Regions from separate parts of the Oryctolagus cuniculus genome. Here region 2 is linked to region 1. The links are chromatin contacts, called in public Hi-C maps. All regions are on one chromosome and are shown on one strand. Each heading gives the region's core, a stretch centred on a gene start, on an enhancer-like site or on the middle of the called end of the contact. The rest is flanking DNA. Distances are from core to core; before and after follow the strand shown. Region 1 has its middle 53 kb from the start of SSR1. Region 2 has its middle 150 kb from the start of LY86.

What was found. Hi-C and Micro-C count contacts between places; a contact is called where the count stands out from the background.
Region 2: a contact with region 1 is called in a Hi-C map of psoas muscle, with 7 times the contacts expected there. The contact joins two enhancer-like sites. A contact is called at or near these places in 3 of 6 Hi-C or Micro-C datasets (ear pinna, psoas muscle and an unstated tissue).

The regions. Positions count from the first base shown.
Region 1 is chr5:163,297,939-163,303,218 of mOryCun1.1, reverse strand. No RefSeq gene overlaps it. Among named protein-coding and RNA genes, the nearest start is that of SSR1, 53 kb to the right of the region's middle. Within about 2 kb of position 1,573, at least 5 of the 8 cell types and tissues checked have an H3K27ac peak or open chromatin away from gene starts, as enhancers often do.
Region 2 is chr5:163,811,969-163,816,919 of mOryCun1.1, reverse strand. No RefSeq gene overlaps it. Among named protein-coding and RNA genes, the nearest start is that of LY86, 150 kb to the left of the region's middle. Within about 2 kb of position 3,494, at least 7 of the 8 cell types and tissues checked have an H3K27ac peak or open chromatin away from gene starts, as enhancers often do.

The DNA.
Region 1 (5,280 bases), core at 324-2,823:
TGTGCAGCTGTCTCCACCTCCCTTCTCCAGAACCTTCTCCTCACACTAGGGCTCTGGACCCCTGAACACTCGCCCCAGATCCCGCTTCCCCACCCACCAGTAGCCACCATTCTACTCCTGTCTCTAAGCACCGCCCTGGGAGTGGCGAGAGCGTGCCGTGTTTGGCAGACACACGCGGAACACACTTGCACACGGATCTCTCCAGGTTGGCAGGAGGCAGGGACCGACGCTGCGTAGAGGACTGGAATCCTCAACCTCAAGCCCTCCTTCCTGAGGGCCCAGCCAGTGCCTGTCCCTGCCTTAGGTGCTGTGGACGAAGGGCCAGGAGTGGAGCCAACACACACAAGGTGAGTGTCGGGAGCACTCGCTGGGACGTGAGTGTTGGGAGTGCTTCTGTGGGGTCTCATGGTGCCCTGTGGGGTGGGAGGGCAGAACTTCATGGGACACAGTCACCCCAGCCCCAGGGTTTGGAGGCATTCACCAGAGGAGGGGCTTGGGGGAGACCAGGCACCACCCCACAAGCCCGCTGCTCCTCTGTCATCCAGTGACTGTCCTACTCAGAGCCGGCCCCTGGGGGCCCCATCGTGGCCTTGACAGTGCCCCTGCTGGCAGAGGCCCCTCCCAACTCAGGGAGGCCCCCATCAGCAGGAGAGCCCCCTCCTCTGGAGGTGAGGGCCAGTGTGGACCAGGCTCAACGCCTTGCTGCTGCAGTGCCCAGAGCGTGCGCCGAGCACCCCCAGGGCCTGCTGGGTCGGAATCCATGTTCTGACACAGGCCGCGGGGGCTCCTGAGCCCAGGTGCGGTGCCAGCACTGGGAGAGGCGAGGCTACAAAGCCAGAGAAGCTTCTAGAGGTACAGATCTTAGGCCTACAGACCTGCTTCAGTTCCTGGCAGGCGTGGCCATGGCGAAAGCACACAACACCTCCCACCCCGCCGCCAAGAGCCTTACTTGGGGGGTGAGCATTTGGCACGCCCACACCCCGTGTGAGTATGCCTTGGTTCAACTCCCAGCTCTGCTTCCAATTCCAGCGCCCTGCTCATGCCCACCCTGGGAGGCAGCAGGTGACAACCCAAGTGCTTGGGCCTCTGCCACCCATGTGGAAAACCCTGATGGTGTCCCCTGGCTCCTGGCATTGGCCTGGCCCAGCCTCTGCTGTTTTATGGGCATTTGGGGGAGTGAAGTAGCAGATGGGAGCTCTCTCTCTGTCTCACTTTCTTTCAAACAAAAAATGTTATTTAAAAAAAAGTCTGATTCGGTATTTCTGCATTTTGGCCCTACTCATAGATTCCGAAGGGTCCTTTGCATGAACCAGGAGCAGGCAGGCCCCGAGCTGCTAGTGCAGCCTTGATGCTGAGCGGAAGGCTGGAGCAGCTCCGGCCCCCACCCCCACCCCTGCTACTGCTGACTCCCGAGGTGGCCGGGAACTAGGGAGACCGGCTGGGGCTATTTTAAACTTATAATTGAAGGCTGTTCGCTGGCAGCAGCGAGACAGTCCCCTCCAAGTCTAGGCTGCCAAAGGCAGTGTCCTAAATAAGAAGCAGTGGTCACTCCTTTCCCGTTTCACTCGTAGGGGAAGGAAGCCACAGCCAAATGTGGAAGTGATACGCCTGGCACTGGCCGTGGCTGCCTGGAGCCTTGGCTGCGTCAGGGCAGGAGCCAGCGAACCACAGAGGCGTGGCTTCCAGCCCTCGGTGGGAGGCCGGCAGCGTGGGGTGGGGGAGGGGGCTCTTCAGCTCCTGTTCAGGGCTTTGACATAGAACGTGAGGCCGGCTCAGCATGGAAAATTTCGGGGCTGCAGAGAAACACAGAGGAAACAGTGAAGGGATTCGACGTCGGTTCTCAGATACTCTGTCCACTGAACGGTGCTGAGGGTGGGCACGAACGCACTCCTTCCTCATTCTCCAGTGTGTCCAGGCAGGACTTTTGCCCACTGCAGTGCCCTCCTGCGAGTTTTGTTTTCTGTCCTCACCCGAGTCCGGTGAGCTGGGAGGGAACAGACACTCCTTACCCCTCAGAGCAGGGCTGCAGGCTGAGATCTGTCCTGGCCGGCCCGCGGCCGACTGCTCTTACTGGGAGGAAGGTGTCTACCAGAAAAAATGCTGCCACTCTGGCCACGGGCATGGACAGTGTCGGGTGACCACTACCAGGGCAGTGACCGAGAACGAGGGGCCCACGATGTCTGAGTCCATTTTCTGTTGCTGTAACACAAGACCTGAGACAGGAATTTGTAAGAGTGCGGGTTTAGGGGCCTCTGTTGTGCACAGCGGGGGAAGCTGCTGCCTGTGATGCCAGCATCCCACACGAGTGCCGGTTCGAGTCCCGGCTGCTCTGCTTTCGATCCAGGCCCCCCGCTGAGGCCCCTGGGGGGGGGGGGGGAAGCAGCAGAGGATGGCCCATGTGCTGCATCATGCTGTGGCCGCGGGGTCACTTGGCCAAGGTGTTCCTGGCAGAGCTCAGGTTTATGACAAAGCTACTGCCCGAGATCCTGTGGGTCCCCTAAACCCTTCATCCCCGCGACCCAGTCACTTCCCGGAGGGCTCGGGCGGAGGGCGAGTTCAAACCCCAGCACGTGACTGCCGCGAAGCGTGGAGACAGCTGTGGTTTGGCACCATCTGTGTATTCTCCAGGTCACTCTGAATTCTGAGTTCTGTTTTCCCGTGGGCACGGAGATACGGCTGCCACTCTCAGGCCCCCAGCAGGGACAGAGGGGTGAGGGACAGACGAACCCATCCTACTGGGGAGGTGGTGGAAAGCAGCAGGGCCCATGAGCCCTCACCCTGCACACCCTGCTGCCCCTTGGACGTCCCCTGCACACCCAGCTCCAAGACACCATCACAAGCAATTCCAGCTGGTGCCCTCGGAGCACTGAGCGCCAAGCCCGGCGCCTTCCTGGCACAGGGCTCTCGGGGCGGCTGCACAGGGCACACTCCCCTCGCCTGGAGCTCACCTTCCCAAGACTGTTAGTCCCGGGTGTCCCTGCTGATACCGGGCGCTGCTCCGTTCTGCCCGAGGCCCGGCACCCAGAGCTCTGTTTCCCTACCAAGGCTGCCAAGGGCCCAGGACTCCCCTGGCGTCTCAGGCCTGGCCACTTACGTCCTTGGGGGCCCAGGGGTCCCGCTCGCCCTGCACCCATGGCCGGCTCACACTCACTGCTCAGCACAGAGCTGCCTTGGTCTCCTTTCAGGAACAGGAACCCTGAGGCTCCATTTGTCACGGTTGGGTCTGACTGCCTTGGACTCCCCACACAGGGCCTGTGCCAAATGCCGTCCCCATGCCGTGCTGGGGACGCTCCCTGCAGACCCCTGCCCCTGCTCTGCCACCCTTCCTCCCAGGCCCCAAGGGAAGCCGTGCCGCGAGCAAAACTTCCCGGCCTGGCCTTGCGGCGTCCTCAGAATGTTCCAGCTCCTGCCCACCTGCCTGTCTCCCCCAGCTCCCTCCCTCCATCCCCGCTACATCGCGTTCTGATTCTCAAGGGTTTACAGCCACTGGGCTGTGCAGCTCCTGACTGGCCAGGGGAGTCGAGTGCAAGAAAGCGGGGGGGGGGGGGGGGGGGGGGGGTCAGCACAAAGGGAAGCAGGAGAGCACCTGGTCCCTCCCACCCAACCCGCCCCAGGCCAGGCTTTCCTGTCACGTGTGCTCTTTGAATTCCTGGAGGGGGCAGACGCAAGCCCGGCGTTTGCAGGTTGGCCTCATGGACGTGAGCTTGACGGTGACCTCTGTGGGGCCTGGCAGGCAGGTGAGAAAAAGGCTGCCTGGCGCCTCGGAATCACCTGGAAGGAGGCCAGGCCCGAGGATGAGGGAGCTGAGGGAGCGGAGCTGGGAGCAGGAGGCGCCACGGCCAGGCGTGGCCATCCCTTTGTTTACTCGGCAAATATTTGCCGAGCAGCCAATCGCCTCAGCCTGTGCTCCACTTGGGCAGAAGCGTAGGCAAGTGGGACACCCACTCTGCCTCCAGACGAGCAGGATGGAGCAGCTGGGCCCGGGACGATGTTGTTCCATGGGCGGCGAGCACAGCGCGCCCAGGAGGTCCCAGGGCTGGAGGGCACGTGGACCCCGCGTTCACAGAGAGGCGCCTGGAAGGAGGACTTAAGTGGACAGCGGCGGGATGAGCAGAGCTGGGACAGGCGCCCGGTGCAGGGGCGGTGAGCTGCTGCAGGGTGTCCCCGCTGGTTGCCGCGGGGCGAGCCGTGGCGCCGCCTGACAGCCACCGTGGACGGGGAATACGTGCAGGAGGGAGTGAGTCAGTGCTGGGATAGCTCGGAACACTTGGGCGAGTTTCTAGCTGGAAGAGAAGGTCATGGAAGCTTCCCGAGCACCCCAGAGCTGAGCCCCAGCAACATCCTAGCAGAAGCTGAGAGAGGAAGCCAGAGGGAGACCTACCCAGCCGGGCAACCAGAGTGAGGGTTTGGAGGGATGGAGAGGAGAGGAGTGACGATTGACCGTGGACTGCTTGGTTGAGGGAGATTAAGATTAGGGTGCAAGGATGGAGTTTGGCTAGAGGTTAAGACGCCCGCTGTGGCTTTAGGCTAAGCATCCCATATGGGTGCTGGTTCTTACCCTAGCTGCTCCTCTTCCAATCCACCTCTCTGCTAAAGGTCTGGGAAAACAATGGAATATGGCTCAAGTGCTTGGGCTCCTGCATGCAGGTGGGAGACCCAGAGGAGTCTGCTGGTGCTGCAGACCGGGATGTAACCCACTGTGCCACAGCACTGGCCCCCTGGCTGCTTCACTTCTGATCCAGGGTGTTAATGGCTTGGGAAAGCAGCAGATGGCTCGAGTACGGTGGTTCCTGTGCCAACGTTGGAGACCTAGATGAAGCTCCTGGCTCCTGGCTTCGGCCTGGCTCAGCCCTGACTGTTGAAGCCATTTGGGGAATGAAACAGCAGATGGAAGACTTCCCTCCACCCTCCCCGTAACTTTTTTTTTTTTTAAGATTTTATTTGTTTATTTGAGAGGTAGAGTTACAGACAGTGAGAGAGACAGAAAGGTCTTCCATCTGCTGGTTTACTCCCCAAATGGCTGCAATGGCCAGAGCTGTGCCAATCTGAAGCCAGGAGTTTCTTCCAGGTCTCCCATGCGGGCGGGTGCAGGGCCCAAGGACTTGGGCCATCCTTCACTGCTTTCCCAGGCATCAGCAGAGAGCTGGATTGTAAGAGGAGCAGCCGGGACTAGAACCAGCACCCATATGGAATGCTGGCACCGCAGGCAGAAGATTAACCTACTGTGCCACGGCACCGGCCCTGTAACTCTTTCAAATAAATAACTAAATATTTAAGAAA
Region 2 (4,951 bases), core at 2,245-4,744, 510 kb before region 1:
CAGCTTATTCATCAATCAGCCGCTTAACAGGCTGCTGCCCCCAGCTTCCCTCTCTGCAGGGCTGACTGGTGGCTTTGGATTGCTTCCCAGTTTGGGGCCCTCACAGCTCCCCTCTCCCACTCTCAGCCAAGACTTCTCTCTGCAGGTGTCTAGCCCAGGTGCTGCCAGATTCCGGCCGTCGCCGCGTCCGCGTGCGGAGCTGGCATTGTCCGTGGCCTCCAGCTCCTTTCCCCCTGCCCGACCGGACGCCCATGTCCCATGCGGGTCACATGCTCAGGCCCGGGATCCGCACTGCTTTCTCCACCAGAGGGCTGAGGTCTCCTCCCTCTCTGCCCCCTCCTCTTTCAAAGCTTTTCTTTCTACTTGGAACTCAAATTCCTTCCCTCCCCTGCCACCAGCTCAGACAGCCTCGCACTCCCAGAAGCCACTTCTCCATTCCTTACCGCGCGGTCCTTTGAAAAAACACAAAGATTGACTTCTTAGGACAGACGGAGCGTGTAGCTTAGACAATCGAATGCTCATAGCGTCTTCATTTCACCTGGGCAGAAACTAAGGCTCAGAGACAGAGTGACTGGTCTGCACGCCTATGCAAGCGGCAAAGCCAAGCCGTGGGTTGGCCTGGACTTGGCCATCTTCCTATTAGAGCAGGTGTATTTGGAGCCCCACCTACAACCTCCGGAGCTGAAGGTCTCCCCCCTGGATGCCATCTTTCCCATGGCACATGGCTTTGGGCCTTACTGGCTGCCTCTAACCACCCTCAGAACATGGCCAGGGCGTCATGGAACATCAAGGTTTAACAGAACCCTGCTGTGCCCTCTCATTACACACTTGCTTTTGTTTTAAACATCAGCGATCACAGGGCCCTCTGTTACCCTTGGATTTTACCCAGATAAAACCAGGGAGCAGATGTATGCGGCCCAGGAGGGCCCCAGCTTTGGGGAAACGCACATCCAGAGCCTTCTGTAAAATACTGAGGAGAAAAGGGGCTCCGTGCTGAACAGGACGGAACATCCCCCGAGCCACACTACCCCATCTCTAAGGCAGGGGCTGTGGCACAAATCAAACCCTGATGTAGAACACACACGCATCTGTATAATCTAGCCCCAGTTCTGACCCTTCAGGAAGCCAGCACTAAGAACTAGCTTCCCCCCTACCCACCAATGCCTACAGCCTGGGAGGAGGCTCCACGGCCCCCCCCCCCCGGCCAGGCCTGCACAGCTCGTGCACAAGGTCTGGGACTGGGAGATCCCCAGCAGGAGTCCAAAGTTAAACAAGGCCAAAAGGTCAGCCCAGGCCCAACCAGAGAGGAAACATCCCTTCTCCTCCCAGACTTTGCTGAGGATTATCGGGGGGGAAAAAAAAAAAAAAGAAACAAACTTCGTTGTCTAAAGCTGAGTGGGGAAGAAGTGAGAAAGATCTGTTTCTTAATGATGAGCTTTTGCCATCAAGGATCCGAATATAACAATCAAAATAAAGAGTGCTTCTTCTCCATTCCCTTGAGGAGTGCGCATCCAGGACACAGACTGCTTGTCAAACCCCCACAGGAAAACAGGGCTCATTCGCTCACCTTTCTATCCAACCTGCCCCCCTCCCCACCCCCCATCACCTCCTGGGGGGCAGAAGGCAGCCATGGTCAATCACCCCCTACCAGCTGCCCCAGCAGGGATGGCCTCATCCATCTCTGTGACCACCAATGCCCCCTTTCAGGAAAGCTCAGGAAGACTCCTCCTGGGCCACGTTAAGCTGCCGCTCGGGACGCGTGCATCTCATATCGGAGTTCCAACTGCAGTCCCAGGCGCTCAGCTTCTGATCCAGCTCCCTGCGGATGCCCTCGGAGAGCAGATATGGATGACCTGAGTGCTTGGATCCTGGAGGGAGTTCCAGGTTCCTGGCTTTAGCCTGGCGCAGCTCTGACTTGTGGCCATTTGGAGAATGGACCAGTGGTTAGAGGATCTCTCGCTTGCTCTCTCTGTCACTGTTTCAAATAACATAAATATTTTTTAAAAGAAGAAGTCCCATTCTGCACTCTGTTGTCCTCCTAAATTGTTTTCCAAGGAGCACCACTACAGAAATCGGTCTGGCCTTGGACACCCTAACTCTTGCTTGGTGCCTTCCCATATTGCAGATGGAGTAGACAGCACCATGTCCTGCTTTGGCCAGATTCGGGCTTCTGGAAAGAAAACACCGGTTCCTGTTTCAGCTCCTTCCCACCGCTTGTGGGGACAGACCTCCCAGCCAACAGAACCAAACCTTCCCCAGGTTTGCCTCCCACACCTACGAACTTTGTTCCTTGTTCCCGCCCTGGAATACCCTCTAAACAGAACTGGACCGTGTCCAGCCAACGTCTTTGGGTTCTTCAAACATTAACCCGGCAGACTTTTTTTTTTTTTTTCAAGAGGCTTGTGTTTGAGTTTTGGGTCTGGCTCCTTAAGGCTCCAAGTGGAAAGTTGGAGGGGCGGAGCCACACATTTTCCCCATCCCTCACCCCGCCCCTCCCCTCTCAGCAGCCCAGCAGAGCAGGAAAAAGGAAGCCCCTTTGTGCTCACAAAACTGCTGACTGCCCAGGCCTCTACCCAGACACTGGGCCTTCCTCCCTCCAGCCCTGAGGAGCGGCAAAGGGCAGGAAGAAAGGGCGAGCCCTCCCTTCCTGCGCTGACTGGCGAGATGGGTCTCAGAACCCACGGACACTTCAAAAAGCTCGCAGAAAATGGAATTAATCCTTGTTTATTTTTGGTGCAAAAAAAAATTTTTTTAAATGCATGCACTTAAGAGTTCTTCAAAAAGTTCTTGAAAAAATATGCACGATGAAAAAAAAAACTGCAGGGATTTGGAAATTCCTTTGCATCAAAACAAACGTGCCTTGTCGCATTTTTCAGGACAGCTTGGAAGTAGCCCAGGACATGGGAGCAGTTTGCTCTCTCTGCCAGTCACCCAGAACCACTGCCTGCTGACACCCCCCCCCCCCCAGGGAAGAGCAGGCTGTAGGGCAAAGCTTGCGGCCCCAGAAGGGAGGGAACCCTCCCCAACCCTCCCCAACCCTCCAGGAAACCAGGCCTGGGAGGTGGCTGCGCCCAGCAGGTTGTGGAAACTGACAAGGCAGGAGCCATTAGGGGGCAGTACATACCAGTTCATGACGCCCAACAGCTTGGTGGGCTATTTATTTATTTTATTTATTTATTTTCAATTGCAGGGTGTCGCACAAAGCAGAGGCACCGAGGCGTCAGCGTTGGTTTAAAAAAAAAAAAAAAGACAAGACAAGAAAAAACAACCCTAGGGCGCTGGAAGCGGGGACAGGCATCCATGCAACCCGGACACCGCGGGCCGGTGGGAGAGCCCCGCGCAGTGGCTGGGTGCGGGTGCGAGTGGGGGCTCGGGCGCCGCGCCTTTGTGTCGCTGCGCTCCTCGAACTCCTGGAACGCGAGGACAAAGGGGCGCCTCGGCGCTGGCAGCAGCTGCGGGCACGGCTGGGCTGCCCCGGGCGAGGCGAAACCCGATCCCGGCCTGCGGGAGGGCTGTGAGCTGACCCAGTTCCGCGAGCAGCCGCCTGGCTGTCCGCACACTCCTAGCACCAAAACTCCGGCTCGCTCGCACCCCGGGCTTTGCCAGAACGCTAGGAGCGTAGCACGCCCCCTCCGCGGGACAAACCGAGCGCCACCGCAGCTCGGGGGCGGCCGGGGCTGGCCCTCGGCACCCCGCCGCGCCCCTGCTCTGAGTCACCCAGGGCTCCCGGCCGGAGGACCGCGCTGGGCGTGCTGCGAAGAGCCCTGGGCTGCAGACGGGCCTTGACTCGGTGCAATCTTATTATTCATTTCTTCCCGCATCTGCTCGGGACAGCCCCGAGGCACGGCACCGTGGACGCTCAGGCTCTGTCCCGAAAAGGCCTTGGGCACAGGAAGGTGTCAAGCTCAGGGTGACAGAGGAGTGACACAACCCCAGCGCGCAGATGCCGCGTGCTCACAAGCCAGGCCCCAGGTGGGGCGGGCTCTCCCTCTCCCCCGCCCACCCCAAGGGGTCCCCCGTGAGGTTCCTCCCGCCGGCCTCAGCACGCAGCAGGTGAGTCTCCCGCCTGTCCGGGCTCCGAGCTGTGGCTCCGTCTGAAGCCGGCCTGCGGGTTCTCTGTAGGGAGTGGTTTAGTGTGTGGTGCGCATGGCACACACAAGCGACTCCATTTGCAATCCCGCCCCGGGAGCGCCCCCTATTGCTGCACTGTTAGTCACGTGGACCTGCCCAGAGACTCTTCCTCCTCCTCCTCTTCCTCCTCCTCCTCCTCCTCCTCGTGGAATTCAGTGGGTTCAGTTGAAAAGGATGGCGACGGATTGGGGAGCTTGTCACTGTCATTGGGTAGCCCTTCCAATTTCCATCAGCGCTGAATTAGGCTGTAGACGGCATTGCCTACTGCCCACGGCGTGACAGCTGAATGAAATACAAAAGAACCCCGTCTTCCGTGGTTGAGAAGTCACACAGGCTACTGCGAGCCATGAGAGTCTGCATGACTCCTCTCCAATGGCCCGGGGACAGGAGCAAAGGTTCTGCGGCCGTCATTCCAAAGTCAGGAGGAGACTTGCTGTTTCCTGGAAACTCGCCCTATCAGTTACCCAGAACTGACGCCTGACAGCAGCTGCCTTGCCTGAAGATGCATGCGGCATGGTTTTGTCTTGGCACACGCATTCCACCCAAGTGCAGAGGGCGGAGCCGGGGGACCCTCTCGTCTGTCTCCCCAGGGTCCTGATCCTCCTTGGAGATGACAGAATGTGCCGGAGGAAACCCCTCAGCTCCACTGCAGCCCTCCAGGGTCCGTGTAAACAGCCATCAAATGTGCTCTTGACCTGCGATATCTTCGTCCCGCCCACCACAACACCTTTATTCTTCACTGCTGGAACCTGGGGCCGGGTCTTCACTGCTCTGAGCCCATCCTCTCACCTCTAAGACGGCAGTAATAATAGGAACTACT